2 separate regions of the Zea mays genome follow, and region 2 is linked to region 1. Evidence: chromatin contacts called from public Hi-C data. All regions are on one chromosome and are shown on one strand. The core of a region is the stretch at or near the end of the contact, and the rest is flanking DNA. Distances in the headings are between cores, read along the strand shown.

The links. A called contact is a pair of places that touch in the nucleus more often than the background predicts.
Region 2: a contact with region 1 is called in a Hi-C map of leaf, with 4 times the contacts expected there. The contact joins the enhancer-like site here to the promoter of LOC100216797 in region 1. A contact is called at or near these places in 6 of 25 Hi-C or Micro-C datasets (ear, leaf and tassel) and 1 of 3 datasets of contacts at active chromatin or transcription factors (leaf).

The regions. Positions count from the first base shown.
Region 1 is chr6:82,234,994-82,238,557 of Zm-B73-REFERENCE-NAM-5.0, forward strand. It overlaps LOC100216797, which reads right to left and starts at 1,453. Exons shown (of 4, transcript NM_001143196.1): 1 at 787-1,453; 2 at 1-204. The coding sequence starts at 1,108. LOC118472196 (a long non-coding RNA gene) reads right to left here and starts at 3,502. Exons shown (of 2, transcript XR_004850196.1): 1 at 3,368-3,502; 2 at 2,683-2,889.
Region 2 is chr6:82,356,311-82,360,134 of Zm-B73-REFERENCE-NAM-5.0, forward strand. No RefSeq gene overlaps it. Among protein-coding and RNA genes, the nearest start is that of LOC118472196, 120 kb to the left of the region's middle. Within about 2 kb of position 2,076, at least 13 of the 20 cell types and tissues checked have an H3K27ac peak or open chromatin away from gene starts, as enhancers often do. A contact at or near this core is called in ear, leaf and tassel, where this site is marked.

The DNA.
Region 1 (3,564 bases), core at 203-2,702:
AGTGCCCCTTGAAAGCACCACTCTCAATCATCAAATCCGGTTTAATCCAGCGAGCCATAAACCAAAGCCCAAAACTGTGGTCAAAGCCCATTCCATATACGTTATTCTTAATGGGGCGCGTCTCATATATTGGTACAAATTCTTCCAATCCATTAAGTAGGTCTTTAGACGTCCATTCCACAGTCTTCCCTGTTTTTGATCTGCCTTTTGTGACAGAGAAAAAAGATAAGATACTGCATCCCATATAATGTAAGTCTAATGCATCGAATAAACTGACACCAATGAAATTATGGGTGGCATCATTGGGAAAAAACTCACTTCAGAATTCACAGCACCTACAATTTACTAACATAAATAACTGTTCATTACAGCCAACAAACTGACGTTAGGGAGAAAATTTTGAACAACTTATGCCATGTACTGGGTAGTAGAAATCAGTGGTTATATGTAGCCAGTCCGCCCTTGCAGATTATATATAAAACTAACAAATCAACCATTGTGAAGAGTGAGGTTTAAAACGATAGTACCAGACAGCATTTCAGATGAATATATGAAGTGGCTAAGCAAATTTACCTATGCAGATTGCAGAGCACTAAGAAACAGAATAATCAAACACTCAGACTGGAGAACGCTGATTGGCTTGGCACGTGAGGATTATTCTTTCCTCAATCCCCAAAACGGATCGATTAGGTTGGCATAGCACGGAGAAAAAAACAGAGTTCTCGAAACGAAGCAACCCTCCCTCCCGAAAGGAATGAAGGAAGCAACAGCGGCGCGAGTGCTTACACCAGGGGACGCCGAGGGAGCCAAAGTCGGAGGCGGCGGCGGCGTCGGGGAGGGCGAGGAAGCGCGCATCGAGGCGCGGCGGCGCGCAGTCGACGCTAGGGCGGGCGCGGCCCGCAAGGAAGGCAGCGACGGCGACGGTGAGAAAGAGCAGCAGGGAGGCGACGGTGCGGTGGGAGGAGTGCAGGCGGGTGTAGGCGGAGACGACGAAGCTAGGGTGCGCCTTCCGGGTCTTGGACTCGTCGCCGCCGTCCCCGGCGGCGGCGGCGGCGGAGGAGCAAGACGTCGCGCCGGCCGCGCGGGCGGAGAGGCCAATGTCGTGCATGCCGACGGAACGGCGAGAAGACAGATCGGGGGAAAGTTTCCCGGTGGTGGACTAGTGGTGGGGGAGGCCGGGCTTTGAGTGCGTAATTGTGCGCGAGTGGGAGTGGGATTCTAGAGGAGAAAATCGGTTATCACTATCTAGTATCTACTACTAGAAAACCCGTGAGGGTCTTGTGCCTCCTCCACTGGTTCGCACTCGCCGCCGCCGCCACCACCACCCGCCGAATCCCTTCCCTATATCTACCAAGCGAGGACGCGATGCGGCGTAGTGCGGCGCGAGGAGCCGAGGAAGAAGAACCCCTACGCGGCGTGCCTTGCACGTGGCTGTAGCTTTGCCCACCGCCCGAGAACAGGAGGGGATGTTGGCCAGGTGTCTGTCGAGGTGGACAGATTAAGGGAAAGGCTTGGTTGATTGCGTCTTGATCGAAGGGCCTCGTCAATCCTTCGATTCATACTAGGGGTGTTTGGTTGCTCCTGCTAAAGTTTAGCCCGGGTCACATCAAGCGTTTGACTTTTAAATAGGAGTATGAAATATAGACCCAACCAACTGGACTAGATTCGTCTCGTCTTTTAATCTTCGGCTGAGAAATTAGTTTTATAATCCGACTATATTTAATACCCCGAACGGAGGTTCAAACATTCGATGTGATAGGGGCTAAATTTTAGCAGGGGCAAACCAAACACCCCCTAGATCAGTGCCCGTGCGTTGCAACGGGAACATATAATATCTCGATAACTTATATATACACATATGTGTTATATAGTTATGAGATAGAGGATGACATATATGCGAGCTGTCTGGGATGACATCGAAGAGAAACTTGGACCTATGACGCACGGACACTCACCTAGTGTATTATATAAGATAGGTCAGTACCCGTGCATTGCATCTGAAACATATAATATCTCGATAACTTATATATACATATGTGTTATACGATTATGAGATGGATGACAACATTCGCGAGGCGTTCGTAATGATATCAAAGAGAAACACAGGCCTGCAACGCACAGGCACTCACCTAATAGTGTATTATATAAAATATAAAAGCCTAAATGTCAAACAATATTATTTGCTAATCCATCTTACCTATATAGTGCTTTGCATCTTTCATTGATGAGCGATGTAGCTCATATGTTCATATCCAGCTATTATACCAATGCACCATAGTTGTCAGCTAAAGGGTGGTCCTTAGAGCCACTATCATATGTTGACCTAGCATTTCTACCATACACTGGTGGTGGGGGTGGTCTGGTGGATTGGAGGATTTATTTGGTTCTGCTTTCTTGATCTCCACCGACAAGCAAAGCAAATGACCTAAGCCTGGTCAAAGTCCCTTCCATTAATTACTATTAATTTAATCAGTCATGGACCAATAGAAAATTGGTTTGGATTTGTGAGTGCGGTGAGAGGAAAATAACTTATGCATAAATTAAGAACATAACATGATGTTAAAAAGGTAAAATGGTATTTTGTTCAAGTTGGCCAGGCATGGGCAGAGGAAACCAGGTCTGTGCAAAAACCGGGCCAGCCCGAAACAATTTCTATAATTATATACGTAGAATTAAATAAAATATTGGAAAGACATTCTCTCATTAATCTTAGGACAGATTCGAAATACATAGTTCCAAGAAAACTACAAAACAAGTTAAGTTTCATGCTCTGATGAAACAACTATTAGAGCAAAGATTTCATCGCATCATTCACTCCACCGATGACCACAATCAGGGCTACAGCACACAAAGACACAGGGTCATCCCCTCCTCCCCTCTTGCTGCGGCCTGCAAATGATAAAAAGAAGCGCTGGGCTTAAGTTTGTCTCAAAACATTTAAGCAGGTTCAGTACCATCAATTGCAACTACTGAAATACAAATATCACTTTGATGTAGAAACGGTAAACACGGTAATTTTGAACAATACAGAAAGAGACATGAGCGATACGCTCTGCATCTCCAAATGGCATTTGGTAGTAGTATTTACTGCACAAAAGAGAACCCATATTCTGGCACCAAACAATAATACAAAGCCACGTTTTCTTGGGATCTGACTCCTGACTTGTGAATGAGGACATGCCCATGTCAGTGATATACATGACGGCCTCAACATTTAGGATAGACAACGCCAAAAATAAAAAGGGAAGCAAGATCCAACGTTAACATTAACAAGGTGCAGAATTTTGGCATATTTATTTTTAACAAGTTATTTAGATTGCATAACAATATCACATGAAAATGCGATAAGGCAAAACAAGAAAAATACCTGGAAGAAAACAGCCTCTCCATGCCCACAGAGATTGCAGCGGACAGTCTTGGTTCTGGGAAGAGTTGGATCAGAAGCTACATCCTGCAAGACCTGGGTTCGCTCCCCAGCAGTGTGGTGCACCTCGTTCCGATAGACACAATTATTGTCAGAGACCTCCTGAACTAGACCAGGAATAGTACTGTTAACTTGTAAGC
Region 2 (3,824 bases), core at 826-3,325, 120 kb after region 1:
TTCAGACCTAGTGAAAAACACTCTAAATTTGTGTGTTTAATGCCAACTTTGGGCTTTGCTGGTTTGGAATCCATGGGGTTCAGCTAAAGATCATTGTACCAAACTTGTGGAGCAACATGTGGAGCACCAATTTGATTAAGCCACTTGGCCTTAGAAGTATTTGGAACTAGAAGAAAAAGGTGACCAAAGAGGGGTTGACAGACTTCTGAATTTTTCAGATTGGGAATAGTATCTGAATCTGAAATCAATATTTTTAGTGCAGTTTTGGGGCTGTGAACTGCCTGTTCGATGCAGTTTTGGACCATGGTTTATGTAGAGGAGTTTAGGACCATGTTATAGTGAACAAATCCCTTTAAGTGAGTTGGGCTTGATCACACACAAAAAGTGGAGTTAAAGCTGCCCAAAAATGGACTGTCAGTTTGCACTTTGTTCAGTTAACAGATAACCGAATTTCAGCGATTGGTGCCCTGTTTAGAGCACTAGTGTGCCCATTCTATTCGGTTTTGGACTATGAACCATATAGTAGAGTTTGAGACTAAGTATAGAGGAACAAGTTTCATTAAGCAAGGGAGACCTGGTATTACATAGAACTGGGAGTAATTTGCACCCAAACATTCCCTTTTAGAGTGACTGACTGAATTTTATTCAGTTAACTGAAACTTAAACTTCAGTGTTTGGTACCTAGTTTGGGGAACTCTTGCGACCAATCCATTAGGTTGTAGATTAAGAAGTACATAGAAATGTTGGAGGTTGTTATAAGGTGAACGATTTTTATATAAAGAGTTGGGCTTGTTAGTGGGAAGAAATTAGAGAAAATTCTGTTACACAACTCAATGGCAGTTTGGTATGGGCTGTTTCAGTCAATTGAGATTGAGCTGTCAACAGTTGGTTTTTCTCTACTTTAGGGCATCATAGTTTTTGTTCAATAAGTTTTTAGCCCTGGAGTGTTATACCAAAGTTATAGGGCTTGGTTTGGAGAATAATTTTGGTTAAGGAAGTCTGGTCTGTTGTTAAGGGGAATTGTGAGATCCAAGGGCTTAAACAGTGAGGAGTGGAATGGAGCTGCAGTGCTTTTCACTTAACCTCAGAGTTTGGTTTTAGAAACTGGATAAGATCCTCTCTCTGTTGTACTCCACCCATGTGCTCGAATTGGGATACATCCCTGAAAATCTGGGGTCTCTCCATATTGTAAATATCCAGGGTTTGGACTATTGTGGGGGGCTGTGAACAGTAGAGTCCTTATCCATTTTGTTCACTGTCTCTAGTATGGGACAGGAAGGATATTTGTGTGTTGGGCTTGTTGTGACCTGCATTTTGTGTTGGGCATCCACGTGTATTCACCATGCAATGTTGGCACCTTGAGAGTTATCTCCACCATGTGTTGAACAAATTCAGTGAACCACTGCTCTGTCTTCTTGTCTATTGCTTTAGGGCACAATCTAGTGAAGAGATCCCTGCTCTCGAGCTCTTGCTGGTCCCTTGGTACCTCTGCAGTTTGTGTTACGGTTTGAGTTCCCCTCTCAATCCCCAGGTCGATTTGCCCTTGTTCATGTGGTTCTCGTTCCGTGCTCTCCAAAGGTTAGTGAAGCTCACCCAGTTGGAATTTTTAGCTCTACTGTTCCGTGTTGCATAGAACGGGGTTGCGACATCTCGGTTTGGCGTCGTGGATAGCTTCCACGCGGTCCCATTAACCTACGTTGTCCCCGATCGACTTAACGCGAGCACCGAGATCCTCGCAAGTCGTTGAAGCTTCCCATAACCTCCGTTCAAGCTCTAAAGCGCGGTGGTCGGTAATCCAGGTCTAGAGTCTCCGCGGTTGGGTTGAGCACGTGACTGAGTTTGCTTCGGTTCATGGGTGTGCTGATGCCATTGTCATAGGCTATGTCGGGCCGTCGTGGCCAATCCAGCATGGGCTCACCGGAGCTACCCGCGGCGGAGTTGTGGCCGAGTTTCTATAAAAGATGAAAAACCGAAGGGCTTATGTGTTGCTGTCAGTGACCCACGTAAATACCGATTTGGTCTCGTGTTGGTTAGGCAAAGCTGCGAGGGATTTTGCGCAAAAGAGCCAGCACGGACTGCCGGCCATGGCCCATGGGCCAGCTTGTCCTGTTGCGCGGGCCGTCTGGGCTGGTTTAGGGCCCAGAACTGTTCAGTATTTTGCCTTTTCTTTTGTCTGTGAGATTGGAAATTAAGCCAGATATCATAGAAAAATGATAAAATTTCAGGTCAAATTTTGTTAGGTGTAGCAGCTAGATATTTTTAGGTGAATAAAAAGTACTTTAAATGAGCTTATGTGAATTTTAATAATAAAAGTAGAGCACTAAAAATTATAGGAAAAATTGTGTAAGCTTAACTTGAGCATATGACCCCTTGGGTAAAGTTTGGAACTGTTTGGACAAGACTTGCTTAGCAAATTAATTATTGCTCAATAAAATAAAAGAGTTTTACCCCTCGGTAGTTAAAGCACCTGATGTCTTAGTAAAGAATAAAGTTGTTTAGCAAGTTTTGGATAGTTAGATGAGTTCTAAGAGTGCTTAGTTCCCTGGTACCTATAGCTTGTAGGTTTGGTCTAGGAGTAATCTGTGTTATCTCCTTTGCAAGTTGCATATTCCTAGCATAAGCAAGCATTCATATTCATATTCATATCATTCATGTAGAACACCAAGAAGAAGAATTGGTTTTTTAAAGAAGGAACCTGCTCCAGTGCTATTGATCCAGTGATGGACTCCATCTAACTGCGTATCGTGATAGAAGATCTCATATTCCTCTCGTAATAAGGCAAGCCCTCGTGCATTTGCCCCTTCCTTGTGTTTTAAATGCTTTATCACCTGATATGATGCATTAGGTGATAGGAGTTGTGTGATAAACAATTTATACATTACCATTACTTGGAAATTCCTAAATTCCTATTTTATAAAAAGAATTATCACTGCTTAGTCCTGTTCAGAAACTCAAAAATCATTTGTTTTTCAAAAGGATGATGTGTAACATTGGTTATGGGCATTTGATTCAAAAGTGAAAGAAAACTTATGATGTTGAGTCCATCAGGGCTCCGGATGGGTTCATCATCCGAAAAGAGTACCCCTATTGGGTACCAAAAATGGGAAAATGGGTTGAATAAATGGAGACCAGACGCTGAGCAGACAAGGTCGCCTGTTTGTGTCGATTAAGGACTGTACTGTTGACTGGCCTGTTGTGGTTGAGACTTTACAACTAGCCTCATACCCTGGTATGGGACAGGGTAAGCTTGAACCCGGCTATTCCATACGTGAAGAGACAATCGCGCACTGGGAGTGGAGAGATGGCGGGAGTAGCATGTACCCTCCTAGCATAGTAGCACGCCTAGTAGGGTAATGAGCTCTCGGGTGGCGCGGACCTATTCATGTAGTGGAAAACTCCATGGGAACGGTTGACATATGCAAGGGTTAAGTGCTACATATGTTGTGTGGTTAGAGATCCCTAGCTGGGTATAATCGGTTCGAATCGTCATTGCTGCTCGGTTATTGTCACACCCGGGTTTTAGGGGTCCAAAGCCCGGGCGCGAACATAATCAACAGGTGTGCTAGGACCAAGTCTAACACATATGATGAATCATGGCACTGGATCGAATGCCACATCTTTACTATATAATAGGAGTTCTGTACAAAATAAATAAATAATTACATTATAAGGAGACAACGGTCTAGCAACCCAAAGTTGACTGGGAGACGACGACCTAGACCACTCACGAACTCGTCACAGCATCCTCCATGCTTCTCATCCTGTGGTACCTGTTCTTGACATGTGGGGGTGTGAGATATCAAGAGTGAGCTCACATACGTTCA